Linked DNA regions of Mus musculus: regions 1, 2, 4, 5 and 6 are each linked to region 3. Evidence: chromatin contacts called from public promoter capture Hi-C data. All regions are on one chromosome and are shown on one strand. The core of a region is the stretch at or near the end of the contact, and the rest is flanking DNA. Distances in the headings are between cores, read along the strand shown.

The links. Promoter capture Hi-C pulls out the DNA fragments that hold promoters and counts their contacts. Capture Hi-C pulls out chosen DNA fragments and counts their contacts.
Region 1: a contact with region 3 is called in a promoter capture Hi-C map of pre-B cells, with 5 times the contacts expected there. The contact joins the promoter of Ocel1 here to the promoter of Slc25a42 in region 3. A contact is called at or near these places in 2 of 39 promoter capture datasets (hippocampal neurons and pre-B cells), 2 of 484 Hi-C or Micro-C datasets (CD4 T cells and muscle stem cells), 2 of 115 datasets of contacts at active chromatin or transcription factors (fetal liver and pancreatic cancer cells) and 1 of 9 other capture datasets (liver).
Region 2: a promoter capture Hi-C map of pre-B cells shows a contact between it and region 3, with 3 times the contacts expected there. The contact joins the promoter of Ushbp1 here to the promoter of Slc25a42 in region 3. A contact is called at or near these places in 8 of 39 promoter capture datasets (the C10 cell line, cranial neural crest, hematopoietic stem and progenitor cells and 4 more), 2 of 484 Hi-C or Micro-C datasets (muscle stem cells and pre-B cells) and 2 of 9 other capture datasets (adipose tissue and liver).
Region 4: a contact with region 3 is called in a promoter capture Hi-C map of liver, with 2.3 times the contacts expected there. The contact joins the promoter of Bst2 here to the promoter of Slc25a42 in region 3. A contact is called at or near these places in 5 of 39 promoter capture datasets (the C10 cell line, hippocampal neurons, liver and 1 more) and 1 of 9 other capture datasets (liver).
Region 5: a promoter capture Hi-C map of liver shows a contact between it and region 3, with 2.6 times the contacts expected there. The contact joins the promoter of Ano8 here to the promoter of Slc25a42 in region 3. A contact is called at or near these places in 1 of 39 promoter capture datasets (cranial neural crest), 1 of 115 datasets of contacts at active chromatin or transcription factors (microglia) and 2 of 9 other capture datasets (adipose tissue and liver).
Region 6: a contact with region 3 is called in a promoter capture Hi-C map of adipose tissue, with 4 times the contacts expected there. The contact joins the promoter of Unc13a here to the promoter of Slc25a42 in region 3. A contact is called at or near these places in 1 of 39 promoter capture datasets (pre-B cells) and 1 of 9 other capture datasets (adipose tissue).

The regions. Positions count from the first base shown.
Region 1 is chr8:71,369,956-71,372,851 of GRCm38.p6, forward strand. Ocel1 (occludin/ELL domain containing 1) reads left to right here and starts at 1,343. Exons shown (of 4, transcript NM_029865.2): 1 at 1,343-2,030; 2 at 2,513-2,678; 3 at 2,794-2,847. The coding sequence starts at 1,720.
Region 2 is chr8:71,394,048-71,397,182 of GRCm38.p6, forward strand. Ushbp1 (USH1 protein network component harmonin binding protein 1) reads right to left here and starts at 1,754. Exons shown (of 13, transcript NM_181418.3): 1 at 1,667-1,754; 2 at 1,293-1,422; 3 at 1,003-1,124; 4 at 328-763. The coding sequence starts at 1,346. It overlaps Babam1 (BRISC and BRCA1 A complex member 1), which reads left to right and starts at 2,808. Exons shown (of 9, transcript NM_026636.2): 1 at 2,808-2,973.
Region 3 is chr8:70,210,925-70,213,829 of GRCm38.p6, forward strand. Slc25a42 (solute carrier family 25, member 42) reads right to left here and starts at 1,357. Exons shown (of 8, transcript NM_001007570.2): 1 at 1,304-1,357.
Region 4 is chr8:71,535,900-71,538,829 of GRCm38.p6, forward strand. It overlaps Bst2 (bone marrow stromal cell antigen 2), which reads right to left and starts at 1,573. Exons shown (of 5, transcript NM_198095.3): 1 at 1,229-1,573; 2 at 460-535. The coding sequence starts at 1,528.
Region 5 is chr8:71,484,282-71,487,463 of GRCm38.p6, forward strand. Ano8 (anoctamin 8) reads right to left here and starts at 1,786. Exons shown (of 17, transcript NM_001164679.1): 1 at 1,473-1,786; 2 at 719-829; 3 at 468-600; 4 at 153-291; 5 at 1-83. The coding sequence starts at 1,578. It also overlaps a transcript of Gtpbp3 not described here.
Region 6 is chr8:71,669,994-71,673,157 of GRCm38.p6, forward strand. Unc13a (unc-13 homolog A) reads right to left here and starts at 1,764. Exons shown (of 44, transcript NM_001029873.2): 1 at 1,633-1,764. The coding sequence starts at 1,654.

The sequences.
Region 1 (2,896 bases), core at 93-2,592, 1.2 Mb after region 3:
CCACGCAGATCCCCTCCCTAGGGAGGCAGACTGAGTTTAGGGCCAGCCTGGTATACACAGAAAATTATAGGCCAGACAGGGCCACATAGTGGGACCTTGACTCCATCTTCCAAAAATAGCACAAGAAAGGCTTGTCAGGCGGCTCAGTTGGTAAAGACACTTGCCACAAAGCCTGACAGCCTGAGTTCCACCCCAGAGCATGAGCAAAATAAGCAGTAAGAGTTAGGGACAAAAAAGCCAATCAAAAACTATATTTAGCCAGGCACTGGTGGCGCACGCCTTTAATCCCAGCACTTGGGAGGCAGAGGCAGGTAGATTTCTGAGTTCAAGGCCAGCCTGGTCTACAGCGTGAGTTCCAGGACAGCCAGGGCTATACAGAGAAACCCTGTCTCAAACAAACAAACAAAAAACAACAACAAAAACAAAATTAAAAACTAATAAATATATTTGGGCCGGGAGTAGTGGTGCATGCCTTTAATCCCAGCACTTGAGAGGCAGAGGAAGGCAGATTTCTGAGTTTAAGGTCAGCCTGGTCTACAAAGTGAGGACAGCCAGGGCTACACAGAGAAACCCTGTCTCGAAAAACCAAAAAAAAATATATATACATATATATGTGTGTGTGTGTGTATATAAATATAGATAGATAGGCTGGAAAGATGGCTCAGTGGATAAGAGCACCGACTGTTCTTCCGGAGGTCATCAGTTAAATCCCAGCAACCACATGATGGCTCACAACCATCTGTACAGCTACAATATTCTCATATACATGAAATAAATCTTTAAAAATAAATATATTAACTGTAATGGTAACTTCAGGGAGTCTGACATGCACACACACATAGTTAGCATAATAAACGTCACTTCTTAGGGTCTAGGGAGATGACTCAGTGTAAGAGTGTGACTCAAGTATGCAGATCTAGGTTCCAACCCCTAGTACTCTTGTAAAATGGCAGAGGTGGGGAGCAGGAACCTATCAACCCAGTGCTAGGAGGGAGATACAAGCAGATCTACCTGGAGCCCGCTGGCCAGCCAGAATACCTAAACAGGGACCATCAGGTTTCGGAGAAACTGTCAAAAAAAAAAAAGTAGGGCTGTACGACACTCAACGACCTGTATTGGTCTCTGAGTATGTACAAGGTCACACACACACAAAAATAATACAATTGCTAAAGAAAAAAATAAATTGGTAAACAAAAAAAAAAAAGCAGAAAGAAAAGAAAAAAAAAAAACTACCTTATTTTCCCAATAGACTGGGGTAAATGAATAGGCCAAACAGCATAGTGAAGGGCTGATTCCAACCCAGAGAGGAACACGCGCCGCAGGCTCCGCCCACCCTGAGAGCCCCGCCCTAGCGGCCGAGCGCCCGTGCCAACGGCTCCACCCGCAGTTCCTGCACAGCTGCGTTCCCGGCGGCAGGGCCAGACGGGGCTCTGGGACAGGTGACACCGAGTGGGATCCTCGGATAACCACAGGCGGGCGGGGGCTGGAAGCTTTGTGGGCCGTAACCCCGCGAGGCAAGAGGCGAAGGGGTCGTCTCGACTCGGACCCCAGTCGCCCTCCGCTGCTTTGCGCTCTTCCGGTTTCAAGAATGGGGCGGGGCCCGCGCTGCACCGCCAGCCACTCTCGAGCATGACGCCGCGGTGACGTCGCGGCGCCTCGTCAGTGCCCCTTTCCGGGATCCGCACTCTGGGTTGCGCGGCCAGCCAACCGCGCTCGCGTATGCAAATACATGCAGGTCCCGCCTCCAGGCGCGGCCGGCGGGGTCCTCTGGCCAGGCTCTCAGGCCCGGAAGCCACTTGCAATTCGCGCCCTGCCGCCAGGGGGCGCCAGAGAGCTGCAGCCCCACGCATGCCTGCCCCGGAGCGTCCGCGCTCCAGACGGCCGCAGAGCCAGCCCGGGCCGGGAGAGCTCTGCGTGAGGCCCCGGAAGATCGTGTTTGCGGATGAGCTGCGCCCCCGGGAGCCACTGCACCCTGAGAAGCATCCCAGAGATCTGGGACCCCGCCTCAACCCAGTACCTGACTACGAGCTGTGAGTGCCCACTCGTTGTAAGACCAGGTCTGGTCGTCTAGTCCAAGATAGCCCCTACCTTAGTCTCCTGAATTCATCATACCCACGTTCCCTCAGAGCTTCTTAATGCCTGGGAAACAGAAAGGGGCATTGAGGCTGGGGTTTTGATGGGCGAATAAGAGTTTATGAAATTAGGAAACGGAATTGGTGGTAGAAGGCATTTTGATTTGGTGGTCAGCACTGGCAAAGGAAAGCCAATTGCCGGGCCTAGCAGTGGTGACACACGCCTGTAATCCCAGCACTTGGGAGGCAGAGGCAGGCGGATTTCTGAGTTCGAGGCCAGCCTAGTCTATAGAGTAAGTTCCAGGACAGCCAGGGCTACACAGAGAAACCCTGTCTCAAAAAAACCAAAAGAAAAGAAGAAGAAAAGCCAATTGCCATGATGGGTGGAAAGACAGATTTCCCTCTACTTATACACTGACTGACCCCTTCCAACCTGGTAGTAAGTACCCACCAGTGACCAACAGAAGGGACCGGAGCCGCTATGCCGCAGTGTTCCAGGACCAGTATGGCGAGTTCTCGGAGCTCCAGCGGGAGGTGGGGGCCACACAGGCTAAGCTCCAGCAACTGGAGGCCCTGCTGCTGTCGCTGCCCCCGCCACGAAGCCAGGTCAGCCCAGGAACTCCTGTGCCCCAGCTTCCTGCGGCTGTGCAGCTTCTACTGGGTGGCATGCTGTCAGGGTCATGGTGGCCCTTCTGAGCCCCTTCCCACCTTGCCCTTTCAGAAGGAGGCTCGCATGGCAGCTCATGTCAGGAGAGAGTTTGAGAAGAAGCGAGGGGTGAGTGGAGACTCCTGGGGTCACAGATTGGGCTGTGTGTGTGTGGTGC
Region 2 (3,135 bases), core at 504-3,003, 1.2 Mb after region 3:
AAACACCCCCCAAGACAGGATTAGTGTGTGTGTTTGTGTGTGTGTGTAGTGCAACTGACATAGGTAGGGTCTGTAATCCAGGCTAGCCTTGGACTCAGTCTACAGCTGAGAACAAAGTTGGTCTTAGCCAGGGCTCACCTGAGTGGAGACTGTCCCTCTTGGACTTCCTGAGTGTTAAGATCATGGGGTGCAGCCTGCCTGTCTTCCTTGCTCTCCCTCTCACTGTGCTGTCTCTGTTGGTCACTTCCTTGGCACATCTGTCACTGTTCCACATCAGTGTGTCTGCTCCCAAGGCTGGATCTGCCTCTTCCCCAGTCACCAGCTTACCTGTCTCTGCAGAGTCTCCTTCTCTGCCTGGGCGTCCTGCAGTGAAGCCTGAGTGCATGCCAGCTCATCCTCCCGGTTGCACAGGGCTAGCCGCAGCCAGGCGTTCCTCTCTATGAGGCGAGCAGCCTCCTGCTGTCCAGGTCCTGCGTCTTCTTTCTCATCACCAAAGGGCCCCGGAGCCCCCTGGTCTCTGTCTTCTGCTTCCACTGACTTTGGAAAGCTTAGCGAGTGGTGGCGCAAGGCAGCTACAACTGCCTCAAGGGAGCTCAGCCTGCACTGCAAGGTCTCATACACACTGGGTACTGATATCTCAGCAGGGCCACTATCCAGGGGGGCTTCTTGCAGGACCTGGTGGGCTTCCACCTCAGGCTCGCACTGTTCTTCTGGGCTCAAGGATAGAACCGCATGGGATCCCACATCACAACCCTCCTTGATCCTGTGAAGATAGTGGGGGAACCCCAGCCACCTGAGGCTCAGAAGAGACCTGGAGGGCTAACCCTAGGGTCGCTAGGAAGGTAGAGTAGGGAATGAGCGGCATGGCTGGAGGATAAACAGGAAGAGGAGAGAGGCAGGCAGCAGAGGCAATGGGCAGGTGAGTGGCAGGAGGCAGCTTTGTGCAGGGGGGGTGTTGGGGTGTTGGGCTAGAATATAGGGTACATACTAAATGCATCCTACCAGTTCCTTGGGCTCTGAAGGCCAGGACCAAGGTATTCCTGATGCAGCTCAGGTTTAGTCTCGAAGCGTCCATTGTTGGCATCTACTTCCTCTGAGCTCTCAGCTACAGGGTCTAGCTCCCCCTGTGAATGAACCCCGTTTCCCCCCAACACACACACACAGTCTCTTGGCCATCATATCCAGCTCCACCTGTGGAGGACTCCCCTACACCACCACGGGCTCTGAGCCTAGCAGGCCTGGGTTCCCAGGATCCATGGGACTGAGTGTGGCAGGAAGAGGGGCACACTTACAGGCAGAGGATGCCTCCCTCGACGGCTTCGGGGCCGTGTGGCCCGGGCACTCATTGCCTCTGTCACTACAGTCTGCTTTCAGTTCTTGCCTTCGTCACCTTAGAATCCTTGTTTTTTGTTTTTTTGTTTCCTGTAGGATTTTTGGGGTGTCTACTCCGATTGACACATTTAAATATTCATATACCTCTCCAATAGTGCCCACTAACTATCTACTTGTTCCTTACTCCCCCATCCCCCATCTCTACTGGGCATTCTTCTCCCCTCAGCTGTCTGAAGGCGTTTCTCTTATCTGTGCCCCACCCCCCATAGAAGCATTGGGTAGGGACCCTAAAATCCTCTTTCTTCCTACGGCTCTTAGCATCAAACTCCCTCACCCTGGGGGTTGACCCTGCTGCGCTCTTCTCTGCTTCTCCAGAGCACCTTGGGAAAGGCCTGAGATCCAGGGCATATCTCAAGCCATTCTGGCCACTGGCTACTGAGGCTGCGATAGCCAAAAGTGGCCCGGGAGGGGCTGGGAAACAGGAAGCCCCCCTACCCTGATCACATGGACAGTTATTGTTTCGTTTCCTTCTCCAGGATGCCGGCTTCCTCCAGAACGGGAGGAGGATGGAGGACCAGGACCTTTGTCCCGCTCTAAAGATATCAGTATCCCCTTACCCGAGGCCAAACCTTCCATTTTCATTTTGGATTTTTTGTGTCCCCTGTTCACCAGGACTCGCTCTAATGTGAAGGTCTTTGTGTGTGTGTGTGTGTGTGTGTGTGTGTGTGTGTGTGTGTGTGTGTGTTTCTAAAACCAAAAAAAAACCAAAACTGTAGGAGTTGGCTTCAGCATTTGCACAGCTTTTATTTTTCATTACTTTGCTTTACTCATCTTTGTCTGTGGTGGTCCTACTTGTCTCCGAGATCGAACTCAGGCCCCTCAGGATTGGTGGCAAGAGCCTGCACCTGCTCAGTAGCCCACAACGTTTCTCTTCAATGAGTCTGAACTGCTGCATCAGGCGGTTGGAGGCACTGGCAACAATAAGCTTGTCCACAGTGTGTCTGCTGCCTTCTTTACTTTTTCTTTACATTTTAGTTTTTATACAGCGTCTCATTTAGCCCAGCCTGGTCTAAACGCCCGATCTTCGTCTCCGGGTCTCTGGAGTGTTGGGATGACAGGTGTGCACCACCAGTCCTCATCAAGGTACTAGTGAATGAATGCCAACCTAAGTTACATAAGTAACTGAGAAGGCCTTTGGCAAGTCCAAGCCAAGTCCTACCCCGTCAATCATCAAACGGCCCCGCCCAGCTCAGGCTTCTGTCCTATTTCAGCAGAAGCCTTGAGAACCATAGCGTGATTAAACCGGAACTACAAATTACGCCCAATTTTGCTTCTATCCACCACAGATCACACCCACTCCCAGTATTACCCATCTTCAGCCCCATTCCAGCCACTCCAAGCCACACCCCCAGAACGCCTCAGCCTATCAGCTTCCATGTCCCGAGGGCCACTGAACTACATTTCCCAGAAGGTGTCTCGGCAGCGCCGCACAAACTTCCGGCCAGGAAGATGGCGGCTTCCTAGAGTCCTGATTGACTGGCCGCGGTGCCCAGGCTACAGAGTGGAACCTGCGGCACTGTGAACGCGCGTGAGCTTTGTGTCGCCGTGGTCTAACTTCGACCCGGATTGCTGTAGCTCCAGGTTCGTTCTTCTTGAGGACTTAGGGGTGGGGGATTCGAGGTCCCGAGATGCCACCCCTAAAACCGCGCATCCATCGCAGGGTCACTTGGGCTTCCTGTGTTTCCCTAGGGACCGGACCGGCGCCGCCTCAGGGGAAAAGTAGTTTTGGGAAACTTCAACTGT
Region 3 (2,905 bases), core at 107-2,606:
GAGATTATTCTAAGTCCAGAAATGACTCAAAAGCTGTCCAGCCCTGAGATTTTTGTTTGTTATTGGTCTTTGAGACAGGGCCTCTGAGTAGCCCAGGCTGGACATGAACTCCAGATCCCCCTGCTGAGATGATAAGTGTGTACCCCCACACCTGGTTTCTCTGGTGCTAGGAATGGAACCCCCAACTTCAAACAAGCACTCTACCAACTCCACTCCCGTCTATGCACTGTTTGCTCATTAGTTTTCTTTCCTTTCTTTTTGTGAAACAAGGTCTTAAACAGACCAGGCTACTCAAATTCACTGTGTGTAGCCAAGGTAACCTTGAACTTCTGATCCTACCTCTACCTGTTCAGTGCACAGATGACTCATAACATCATGCTGTGTCAAGAAGTGATTTTATATGCATATACATATACATATTGTGGTGTGTGTGTGTGTGTGTGTGTGTGTGTGTGTATTTACGTGTGTGCCACAGAGCCCATGTAGAGATCAGAGGACAACTTTTGGCAGTTCCCAAAAACTCAGTTTGCTGAGCCATCTCACCTGACCTCAAGCACTCTTTATAAAAGTTCAAGGACAACCTGGGTTACAGTGCAAGACTTTGACTCCAAAACTAATCAATAAATAAATACAATAAAATGAAATGCTAGAAATAAATTTAAAAGCCCTGTTAAAGCAATAACAGACCAGGTGGTACCCCACACTTTTAATCCTGGCACTTGGGAGGCAGGGGCAGGGAGATCTCTGTGAGTTCCAGACCAGCTGGCTCTACACAGTGAAACACGGTTTCCAAAACCAAGCCACCACTCGCACTACACGGGGGACGAAAATAAAAAATTTAAAACCACAAGTTAGGTGGACTTTGCTTTGGGAGTGAAGCGATGGTTGCGCGACAGGGACGGGGAGAGGCACGCAGGTGCACGTGTGTAGCAGCCGCGTCCGGGTGGCACCCGAAGCTTGCACCCGAAGCGTCCACCCGGGTTCCAAAGGAAGGACACGCAGCGGGCTGAGGAAGATCAGGTCTGCGAGGCACGCATGTTGGGTGCGTAAGCGGCCACCTTGGCCTCACAGGGGTTGTCACTCTCAGGGCAGCTCGGTGTGAAATTAGGGTTCGGCCTGGCCGTGGGGACCCCGAGGACGCGCGAAACACAGGGTGTGTGAGGGGATCTGTCACCTCTCCACGCTCGCGACACTGCTGTCACAACGAAACGGCCCCATGCCGCGCTTCCTCCCAGCCCGGGCCGCGAGAACCCCGCCACCCCGCGTCGCCCCTTGGCGCCTGCACTCCTTGGGTCGCGCTCACCTGCCCGGACGCGTCGCCGCTGCTGCCGCTACTGCCTCAGCCGCCTCAGCCGCTGCAGCCCCGCCTCGCGCGGGCCCTAAGCTCGAGGCCGGGAGGGGCCCAGGCCCTGCCGCCATTGGTCACGCCCTGTCCAATCAGCGCTGGAGACGGCAAGAATTGGTAAGCATGGCACAGACGGGCATCCTTTTTAACCAATCGCTAAAGGAAGGGGCGAGGCTACATGGAGGGGCGGCCCTGGTTCTTCTGAGCGTTCTACACCGGGTACAAGGCGGAGAGGCCTGGTGGGGGGCGTTCAAGAATTGGAACCCGCAGAAAATGGGCAGAGCTTCCGGCCAATTGCCAAGGGGTATAGGCGGAGCTAAGAGGAAAGGCGGCTCTTGGTTTCTGAGAATTCGGGGCACAAGGAGACAGAAGCGAGGATTGGATTCTGCAGAAAACAAGCAACGCTTTGGGCCAATAACTGAAGGGAGGGGGCGGGGCCTGGAAACAGCCCTCTTAGCCAATCGCTGAAGAGCAAGGTCAGCGCTCTGAGTAAGCTGGCGCGCTGGGCAAGGGCGAAGCTCGAGGATCGGAGGGTGTAGCCCGGAGGGCAACGATGATTGACTGCGACACTAAAGATGTACAGGTCCTGGGACCAATCGCAGAAGCTGTAGGCGGTGCATCTTCCAGGGGTGGGCGCGCTAGGTACAGACCATAACTATCTTGTCTGCCCTGGATGATCTAGTATGTTCCGCGCAGACTCCTCAGGTTCCCATGGCGCTCAGAAGCTTTACTCTTTCCTGAATTTAGACTTTGACAGTTGAAACACTCTTGGTTAATTCTCAGCCCGTCCCTCCTTTACTGTTCCCCTGCCGATGATACAAAGGGCAGAAACTCAGATCACTCAGCCTTCCTCTGCTACTTGAGTTCATGTGCAAAACATGGGAAGCAAAAGTGCAATCCTGCTGACGTGATCTGACTTTCAGAAAGTGACGTCTCTGGGTCCAAGCTTTATCCTTTACGAGATCTTATGACATCCCTGTGTTTGTGGTAACTGGTGAATTAACCAAACAATAAATACAACCACATGTCAAAGGGAACACAGAGAGGTCAAGCTCTTTGACCAAGGTTACAGAGCACTTTAGCTGTTCAATTTGTATATTGAAGCTCTGAACCCCCTCAGAAAGGGTAGTAAGACAGTGGGGAACGGAGTGACCTGAGTTACTCAGTCTGCTCAAGCCTTGGACAGAGCAATCCTTAGGTTCAATCTTGCCTCCCTGACCCCTTTGTGGAAACAGAAGGAGCCAGCAAGATGGCTCAATGGGTAAATGTTAATCCTACAGATTCAAGGAGAAAGACCACCGACCCAAATCATGGCCAAGAAAATTAAAGCAAGCAATTAATTAAAGCAAGCTTGTGTACATGGGATGTCTCTTCCTAAAAACCAGACATCAATCAACATTGAAAGTGGGGAAAATACATTTGTTTTATTTGTTTTTGTTTTGAGACAGTGTCTCACTATGGAGCCCGGGTTGTCCTGGAACTCACTATGTAGACTAGACGTGCCTCAAAAACACAGTGATCTAACTGCCTCTGCCTCCCAATTGCAGGGATTCAAAGGAG
Region 4 (2,930 bases), core at 323-2,822, 1.3 Mb after region 3:
ACAGCCAGAGCACCCCAAGGGAACACCTGGGATGCATCTAACCACCAAGGCCACACAGCAGCCAGTGTGGTCAGGCAGAGGGGGTGGGGGTGGGGTAATAAGGAGAAAGGAATCAAAGGAAGGCCAGCCTAAGGCCTTCTGCAGGGCTGTAGAAGCACCAGTTTAGAGAACACTTGGGAAACCCAGCAGATCTGTGGCCTCCACCCTCCTGACAACGTTCTTCCTACCCACCCTCTGCTCTCTGCTGACATAAACCCCTACTTCCACTCCCCAAGCTTTATTCCTTCATCCCTGGCACTCTGTCTGTCTCTGGGAAGAAACCAAACTTCCAAGCAGTGGGCTCATGACCCTGCCACCCCTTCATGTGGGTCAGCACCTCTCCCCAAGTCCCAACCTGGAGGCCTAAGCTATTCCCTCCCAGCTCCACTGGACCTCCCCCTCCCCCTGCCCCCCTCTCACTCTCAAGCTCCTTGATGCGGGCCTGCTGCTCCAGGGCTTGAGACACCTTCTTCTCCAGGGACTCCTGAAGGGTCACCTGATCAGAAAAGCGGCACAAACATGGGTTGGCTGTTGTCCTGGCCCCTAGGAAACTTCCAGGCAAAGGCATCTGAGACCTTCTCAAGCAAAGCCCCTTTCAGGTTCCCCTCCAACACTCTCCGTATCCACCCAGTCCTACCAAGGTGTAATCTCCAAAACGGCAATTTTAAGTGCCCACATAGGAGTTTGAAAACTCTTCGTAGTTAACCCCTAGTAGAAAGTTCCAGATATTCTCCTACACAAACACACAGCAGAACCGGGCTTCCCAGACAAGGTCTCTCAGAGACATATTAAAAGTTTCAATAATTTGCTAGGTGTGGTGGCTCATGTTTTTAATACTAGCACTTGAAAGGCAGCATTTGAGGCCAGCCTGGTCTACAGAGTGACTTTTAGGACAGCCGGAGCAATTTAGGAGACCCTGTTTCAAAAAATTCAATCAGGGCTGAGTGATATCCCAGTGAAGCCAAATGCTGGTCCCTAAGTCAGGTTCGAGCTCTCCAACTCAAGCACTCTACACAAAGTTTGGAGAGTCACCAAAGGAAGGGAGGATACTGAGGCCCCTGATTGCAGAGCTGTAGGGAGTTCTAAGGTCTCCCAGGATTTCAGTCTTTAGTAGCTGGCCTTCGAGGTGGGGGTGGGGGACTTGCTTGGCTGTTTCAAAGCCACTGGAGGGGACGGATTCCAGGCTTACCACGGTCAGGTTGCAGGAGTTTGCCTGTGTCTCGGCCTGCAGCAGACTGTCCTGGGTGCGGGTGAGCTGGCGCTGCAACAGGTGCGTGGTGTTCCGGCACTCAGCCTGCGCTCGCAACCCGTCTCTACAGGCCACGCTGTTCGCTGTGACGGCGAAGTAGATTGTCAGGATGACTAAGGTAACCCCGAACAGGACCACCAAGATCGCGGCCCCCAGCCACTGCCGGTGGCTGCCCCATCCTTGCTTCCCCCCCATCTCATCCATGGGCACGGGCAGATAGTGATAGAAAGAGGGCGCCATGTGATCCGTCGATCCTAGAGGGCTCAGGAACCCTTTCCAGGCCACGCCCTTATTAGCATAACCCCGCCCCACCACTGCTTCTAGCAAATAGCAACTTCAGGAGTCCAACGCAATTCTAGAGCCGCCGGGTTGCAAACTGCTAGTGGAGAAACTGCAGCCTTTCAGTTTCATTTTCCTGGAATGCCCCTAGAAGCAAGAGAAACTTCTGGAATTCAACTCAAATTCTTGGCCTTCGCTGGCCAGTCACCTGGTGCCTGTGGGCTTGGGACTCGACTTAACAGTGGCTGTCCGCCGGGCGGTGGTGGCGCACGCCTTTAACCCCAGCACTTGGGAGGCAGAGACAGGCCGGTTGTCGGTTTGGTCTCCTAGAAGGGGAACTAAGACTTCAAGGTTCAGTTGTGGACTGAAGACCAAAGGCCAAGGTTTGAGGTCAGGGGTCTCCATTCACGAAAGGATCGTGGGAGCTATTGAGAATCTGTATATTGAGAATAGTGGCTACAGAGCAGCGGGCAGGAAACCAAGCCTGGCCAGGTAGCAAAGTGTGCCTCCCAGCTCTTGTCCTGGCATCAGGAGCAACCTGGCGGGGAAAACCTGCCTGCGGGAAAACCTCTGTGAACGGGGTAAAAAAGGAGTGTTTCAGTGAGCACCAGGCACTCAGAGAGGGCTTGGCCTGGCTTTGGGCAAAAGTGACATGAAGCATGACCTGGAGTTAGCATAGGGGTTGTCCTTGATTTCCTATCCTTCTGTCTCTGCCTCCCGAGTGCTGGGATGGCAGGTGTGCTCCACTACTCTGGAATCCTCCCTGGCTCCGCTGAATGTCCTGAATGGTACCCACCTCAAAACACTATGGAGTCTTTACTGAGGACACATAGGGCAGACCACATTCAGTCAAGGGGTTCTCTTCAGGACTGAAACTGTGTGGCCAAAGCACTAGTATATGGAGAGATTACGTTTTCTGTCCTTGTGAAGACCAGTTTGCATAGGAGGACTCGGTGTTGTGTTTTATAAAAAGAAAAAGAAGCCAGGGATATGTTTGATGGGGGTGTGGTATGGTGTGGGGGAAGAGGGTGCTTCTGCAGGCCCAGGCTGAGGCCCCCAGGGTACCAGTCACACAATGGGATGTAGAGTATAGAATAGAGTTTATTTAGGGCATGGGGAGGGGAGTTGAGGGCCTAGTAGAGACAGAGAAAGGCAGAGAGAGAGAGAGAGTAGAGGAGTAGAGGCTAGCCGGGAACAGGTAGAGAGAGAGGTGGGAGGGGAATGGGGAGAGAGGAGGAAGAGGGTAAAGGGAGCAAGATCTAGAAGAGGAGAAAAGAGAGGAAGAGGCAAGCAGCCCCTTTTATAGTGAGTCAGGCACACCTGGCTGTTGCCAGGTAACTGTGGGGCGGAGCCTAGATGAAAT
Region 5 (3,182 bases), core at 536-3,035, 1.3 Mb after region 3:
TCCAAGAAGCGCACGTTGTGCAGAGCCTCCCCCTGCTTGGCTCGAAGGTTCTGCAACCAGAAGCGAATGATGCTCTGCCGCTCCTGTGGGGAGATGAGTGTGAGCTAGGTACGAGGGCTGTAGGCGCAGAGACATGGGCGCAGGGCGGTCACCTGCGATGTGAAGAAGCGTAGCTCGCTCTCCACATTCTCGTAGATGAAGTCCTCTTCGCAGGAGAAGCTGCGGGTGCCCCCTCCAAATTCGGCCTTCACGGCCTTGCGCAGACCCAGCTCATCGGCCCCACGGAGCAGGCTGCGGGCAGGACAGGGCATAGTGGGCTCACCATGGGACTCCTGGCTTACCATTCCCAAGCTAAGGACTGTGCGAGAGCCACATCTTAGGACAAACGAATAGTTAGCACAGTTGGTCTTCAGAGGGGCAAGGAGCCGGGTGACAGGGCCAGAGGGAGGTAGAGGCAGGGGACTCGCCTCTCGTATGTGGCGGTGACAAAGAAGGCATAGGCACGCGTGTGGCGGTGGTGGCGAACTTGCACGATCAGCTCGGGAATGCCCACCCGGATGTGATTCAGCAGCCACAGCAGCGTGTGGTCATCAGTGGTGTCTGCCAAGGGGCATAGGGGCCAATGGGTCTTGCCTCGAGAGGTGCCCACAAGGGCCTCCACATTTCCACCGAGGCGGTAAAGGCAGCATCCGGGCCCATGGCAGACAGGTGTGGATACCTGGGAAGGTCATGAGCACGTCGCAGTCCTCAGTGGGCACTGTCTTCATCCATGCCTTGTGGGACACCAGGTAGCGGCCAGCCTGCAGGAGCCTCTTCCCAAATAGTTTATCTATGGGGCAGCGTGGCAGGCTGGGCTGAGATCAGGCCCCTTCAGGGACTGACTCGGCCCTCATTAGAGCTCTCAAGGGCTAGGCACCCATAGCCTGGGCTTGCTCTCTTCTCTCCTGCATCAGCCAGGCCCTTCCCCCTAGGTCCTGCCTTAAGAATCTTACTCATGGTTGAGGCCCAACCCTGCCTCCCAAACCACAATTGGTGGGGTGCCCACAAGCTGCCTTGAGTGCTTCTTGGTATGAAAGAACGGTCCTTAAAGCAGGCGCAGAGTGCAGTCCTTCCTCCCATTTCACAGGTCACCAAACTGAGGCCCAGAGACTATCCACGAGCTCAAGGTCACCCAGCCAATATGGGATTTGAACCCAGGACCCTAATCGCCCTGTTTCCCTGTGCTGGGAGTCTCCAGGTGGCGAGGCTCACACGGGCCAGGCTGGGGCCATCAGAGGGGCGTGTCCACGTTCCTGCACTGGGGACCCCCGGTGCAGACCCATTGACCAACCCCGCGCCCTGCGCCGCAGCTGCAGCACTACGAGGAGCAGCCTCTGGGCCACACGCTAGGGTGTGTGACCCTGAACGGCGTCTCCTGCAGCCCCTGCCTGCACCCTGTACACCTGTCTCGGTGCCACCCGCAGCAAACATACCCAGTACTCCAGACGCAGGCGCCGCAGGCTCGCCCTCGGGAGGGGGCCTCTTGCCCCGCTCCCCCTCCAGGGTCACGTCCCCGGCGCCCGAAGCCGCCTCGGCCATGGCGAGGACAGGGCAGGTTAGGGGCCGCGGGACGCCCGGGCGCTGGGGGGCCACGGGCTCATGAGGACCGGAGTGGCACCACCGAGCGCGCCGGAGGAGGAGACAAAGGCCTCTCTCGCCCGCCCGCGCAGCCCGCCGTCCCTGCGCTCCACTTGCTTGTCGTCCCCGCCCAAGCCAAACCTCAATTCTTCTTCCTAGTCTCAGCGCGGTCACTCTCAGTCACTCAGTCCCACCCCCACTCCCACCCCCGCCTCATCTCTGCTTCCGGTCCCCGCCCGAGTGTTTTTCCTTTTCTTCTTTCTTTCTCTCTTTCTTTCTTCCTTCCTTCCTCCCTTCCTTCCTTCCTTCCTTCCTTCCTTTCTTTCTTTTTTTGTACGCTTCCTTCTTGCCCGCCCACTTGGATCTACCGTGCTTGTTCAGGCCGACACTGAGAAGAACTTTCTTCCACCCTCAGCCCTTCAGTCTGTTTACCCATCTACAAAGTATTGAGGTCAAAGGGGTGGATTCTGAGCCGGGTGCGAGAGGGAGGACCTGGCTGAGTGACATACCTGAGAACAATACCTCAAGTACCCCAACTGGAATGTAAGTAATTATAGCAGGTCCTGCCTGCCCCCAGGGCCTTTGCACATACAGTTCAGGTTCTGAAAACATATTACTGCCCTCTGCTCCCACACAACCCTTATTACTACAATACAGCTTCCATAAAAGGATAAGGATTCAGGTGCCAAATTTATCAAATAAACACAATCTTGAGGCACTCACTGCATATAAAGGTGTTGCCACAAGTTGTACACCAATGCGGACAAGCGTCACCTCGCACACACAGATAAATGGAATAAAAGAGTCCCGCTAAAGGGCACGACTGGTGTGACTCAATCAGTAGATCGCTGGCCCAGCACGGAGCTACCAGCCCTGCACTCAAGAGGCAGAAAGATCGGGATTTCAAAGGCATCCTCAGAGGCCACATAGCAAGTTCATGATCACCCCGGGCTTCCAAGACACTGTGTCAAAAAAGGGTGGGCCAAGCTGTTGAGATGTCCCCGCGGTTAATAACACTTGTAGCTCTTCTCGAGGACCAGGGTTCGGTTCCTGCACCTACACTTGCCAGTAACTCCAGAGCCAGGGGATGCTAAATATGCCCGACACCAAAGCTTACACATCGTTAAATAACAAATAGGCCTCAAAAAATAAAGCCACTGATTAAATGAATTTCAGATATACTGGTATGTTCTGACAACTACACAAAGAAATGTTGTTTGTCTGAAACTTTTATGTTCTGGGTGATCCTAGGTGGGAAGGGAGGCTGTCAAAAGTCCAGCTTGCTGGGAAATGCTCAACCACAAAGCTAAGCCTGATACCAGATTTTTAAAGAATGTTTGTTTGTTGTGGGCAGGAGCGCTTTGGCGAGTGTATGGAGGTGAGAGGACGGACACCTGTGGAAACTGATTCTTTCCACCATGTGGGTCCAGGGGATTGAACTCAGGTCGTCAGACTTAGAAGCAAGCACCAAAACCCACAGCCCTGATCTCCCATGTTTTCCCACTTCAGAGTGGCCCACCCTGAAGTCCTGTGAGCACTTAGTAGGTAATGAGCACTTGCTCTAA
Region 6 (3,164 bases), core at 514-3,013, 1.5 Mb after region 3:
GAGCTGCAAGCACTATACCAACCGAGTTATGAGCACTGTACCAACTGAGCTATGAGCACTGTAGCAAGCACTATGCATACTGAGCCTCAGCTCCTGCCTATCTATGTGTATATACTAAACGTTCCTTAGCATCCTGTGTGTACAATCTAGATCTGTATCTGCAACATGGAAGCTTCCATTGCAGAGGAGCCTGGAGCCCCCATATATCCAATGGCAGCCCTAGCCATAAAGCGTCCGTGGGGAGGGTCGTGGGTGGTTGGAATGAAGGTGTTCCCTGACTGTGAGGGTGAGTTCAGGTCCACTGGACACCTCCAGGCCCAGCTTTACCACGCCCAGCGCCCCACTCAGGCCCCACCTGCACCTCCCTACCTCTCTGCCTGTTTCCTCTCCCCAGAGCCCTACCCTTCATTCCCTGTTCTGCCCACCATGGTATCCAGGGAATTCAGTACAAATGTCTCCTGGGCCTGGCTTTCTGGAAGCCTCCTTTCTTAGGCTGCACGCCCTCCACCCCCACAGCTGAGCCTCCGGTTTGCGTCAGAGTTGGGGTGACGCGCCCCCCCCCCCCCGCCCCAGGAGGCAGGATGGGAGGACACGGGATTCAGGGAGCTCCCGAGGTGAGGATCCCCTTCACGTTCAGCTCCGCTTACTTCCCAGGTCTGGAAGCCGCGGATACCCAGTAATCCTGGGCAGTCGGAACCTTCGAGGCACAGGGTCAGAGAAAAGAGTTCCTGCTCCTTTAAGAACACCCGCGTCCAACAGACTAGAGCGATGCACCGCGGGGCGCGGGCGGGCTGGGCCGGGTTTGTGAATGGAGCAGCGAGCGGAGGGGGAGGGGGGGACAGGGAGGGGGAGGGGCAGAGGGGCGGGGCCATCTAGGGCTACACAGCCGCGGAGCTCAAATCCGCACACCGCCGCCCAGGTCTCCCGCCGCCTGGGTTCTGAGGGGATGGAGACTCGCCCTCTTCCTTACACAGCTTCCTGGAGGTGGGAAGGGGAAAGGGAGTAGGGGGTTCACCCCCCACCCTCCAAACCTAGAGCTCACAACGGTATCGGCACGCATCGCTACATGGCCAGTCGGTCGCCCAAGGTCTCCCGCTGTAGAGTTACCTGGCAGCCGTGCCTAGCCCCACCCGGAACTTCGAGGGGTGCAGGGGTCACACCTCTCCCGTTATTCCCTCCCTACTCTCCAAATGCGGAGCGTGGGCCTGGGCGTGGGCCTCGGTGCAGATGGCGTTTTGGCCCCAAAATAGCTGCTCCCCCACATCTCCTTCCCTTCCTCCAGCCCTAGGGGTGAGGCGAAGAGGGAGCCACGAGCTTCCGCGGAGCCTGCTGCACTGTTTAGGGCATACTGGGGATCGGAGAGGTTGCTCCTACGCTCAGTCCGGGCCCATTACCCCTAAACGCCCCACCCTCGCGCGCACGGTCCGCCGTCTCCTCAGCCCCAACCAGGGCCTATAAACCGTCTACACAGGCGCCCCGAGTCCCTCATCCACTCGTGTGAGTGACAGGAAGAGCACCTAGGGCTGATCCAAGTGCGCCCTGAAGCGCGCACCGGGGGTCCCCCTGCTGTGCAGCCCGACTCGGCTCATCCACGCACACCCCGCACTTTTCCCGCGTCCACGCAGAACCTACCTCCCACGCACAGCAGAGACATGACTCCAGGCGGCTAGAGCGCGGCGGGTGCAGCGCGGGGCTCAGGGCTTATGCCGGGGCCCGGCCGCCGGCCATGTCGCTTCAGCACCGGGGGCGCGGACAGCGCCTGACGCGCTCTGACGCTGCGGCGTGGGCGGAGCCGGAGACGCGTGACGGGGCGGGGCCGGGCAGACGCCTTAAAGGGCTCGTAAACTGCGGGGAGTCCAGGCCAGGTCGTATCTGTTTCAAAGCCCTTTGCTTTCTGGCTCAGCCTCGATGAGTATTTCTGTCCGTGCTCCACCTACCTAGGTCTCCACGTTTCTATTTCCTCTCTGAGCCACCTAACCTGTGCTCTTGTTTTACATTCTCCTGGGTAACAGAACTGCTATTTGCTGTCAATTCCCCATCTTCAGTGCCGCAGGAAGCTGTTTGTTTATTGGTTTTTTTGTTTGTTTTTTAATCCGGGTACTGACACTTGCGAGACATGTGCCTTACCTTCCCCGTATGAGGCATATACTCTACCACAGGCACATATCTCTGCCCATTTTATAACTTTACTTCTTGCGGGCCATGGACGTAATAGATCTCTGCGAGTCTGTGGCCATCCTAGTCTGCATAGTGAGATTCTATCTCTAAAAACCAAAACAAACAAAAAACACACGTTTATTGGGTCTGGAGAGCTGCCCAGAGGTTAAGAGCACCAGCTGGTCTTCCAGAGACCCCAGCCTTCTGTTCCTCGCACCCACATGGTAGCTCCCAACCATCCACAGACATGCACAGAAAGCAAAATAAATCTAAAATTTTTTTTATACATTACATTGTTTATGTGTGTAGAAATGAGGCACACACATATCACAGCGCCCATGGAGATCAGAAGGCAACTTTCCAGACTTGATTCTCTTTCCACTATGTGGGTTCCAGGAATAGAATTCATGGCTTCAGGCTTGGCAGGAGGAGCTCACTGGGATATTGTGCAGAGCTTCTTGATTTTTTTCCATGTGTGGAATGTGTGTGTGTGTGTGTGTGTAAGACAGAGTTTGCATGTGCCTGTGTGTGCATGTGAGTATGTTTGTGTGTGTCCATGTGTCTGTGTGTGTGAGTGTGTCTGTATGTGTCTATGTGAGTGTGTTTGTGCTTGTGTGTCTGTGTCTGTATAAGTGTGTGTGTATGAGTGTGTCTGTATGTGTTTATGTCTGAGTGTGTGTTTGTGTATCTGTGTGTCTGAGTGTATGTGTCTGTATCTGATAGTGTGTGTGTATGTGAGTGTGTCTGAGCACACACACCTGTGCATGTAAGCCCAGTGAACAACCCTGGATGCTGTTCCTCATGCACAGGTCACTTATTCATCATTGTAGCTGTTGGTAGCAGTGTCTTACTGGCCCTAAGCTCACAGCTTAGACTGGCAGCTCCTGGAGAAGGGCCTGGAGGTATGTATCAGCAGCTCCTCCTGTAGGCTTTGGAGACAGAATGGCGGCCACCCTGGCACCTCCACTTCCCTTAGGCACCTCAGGAGCATGGTAGCTACCCAGCCA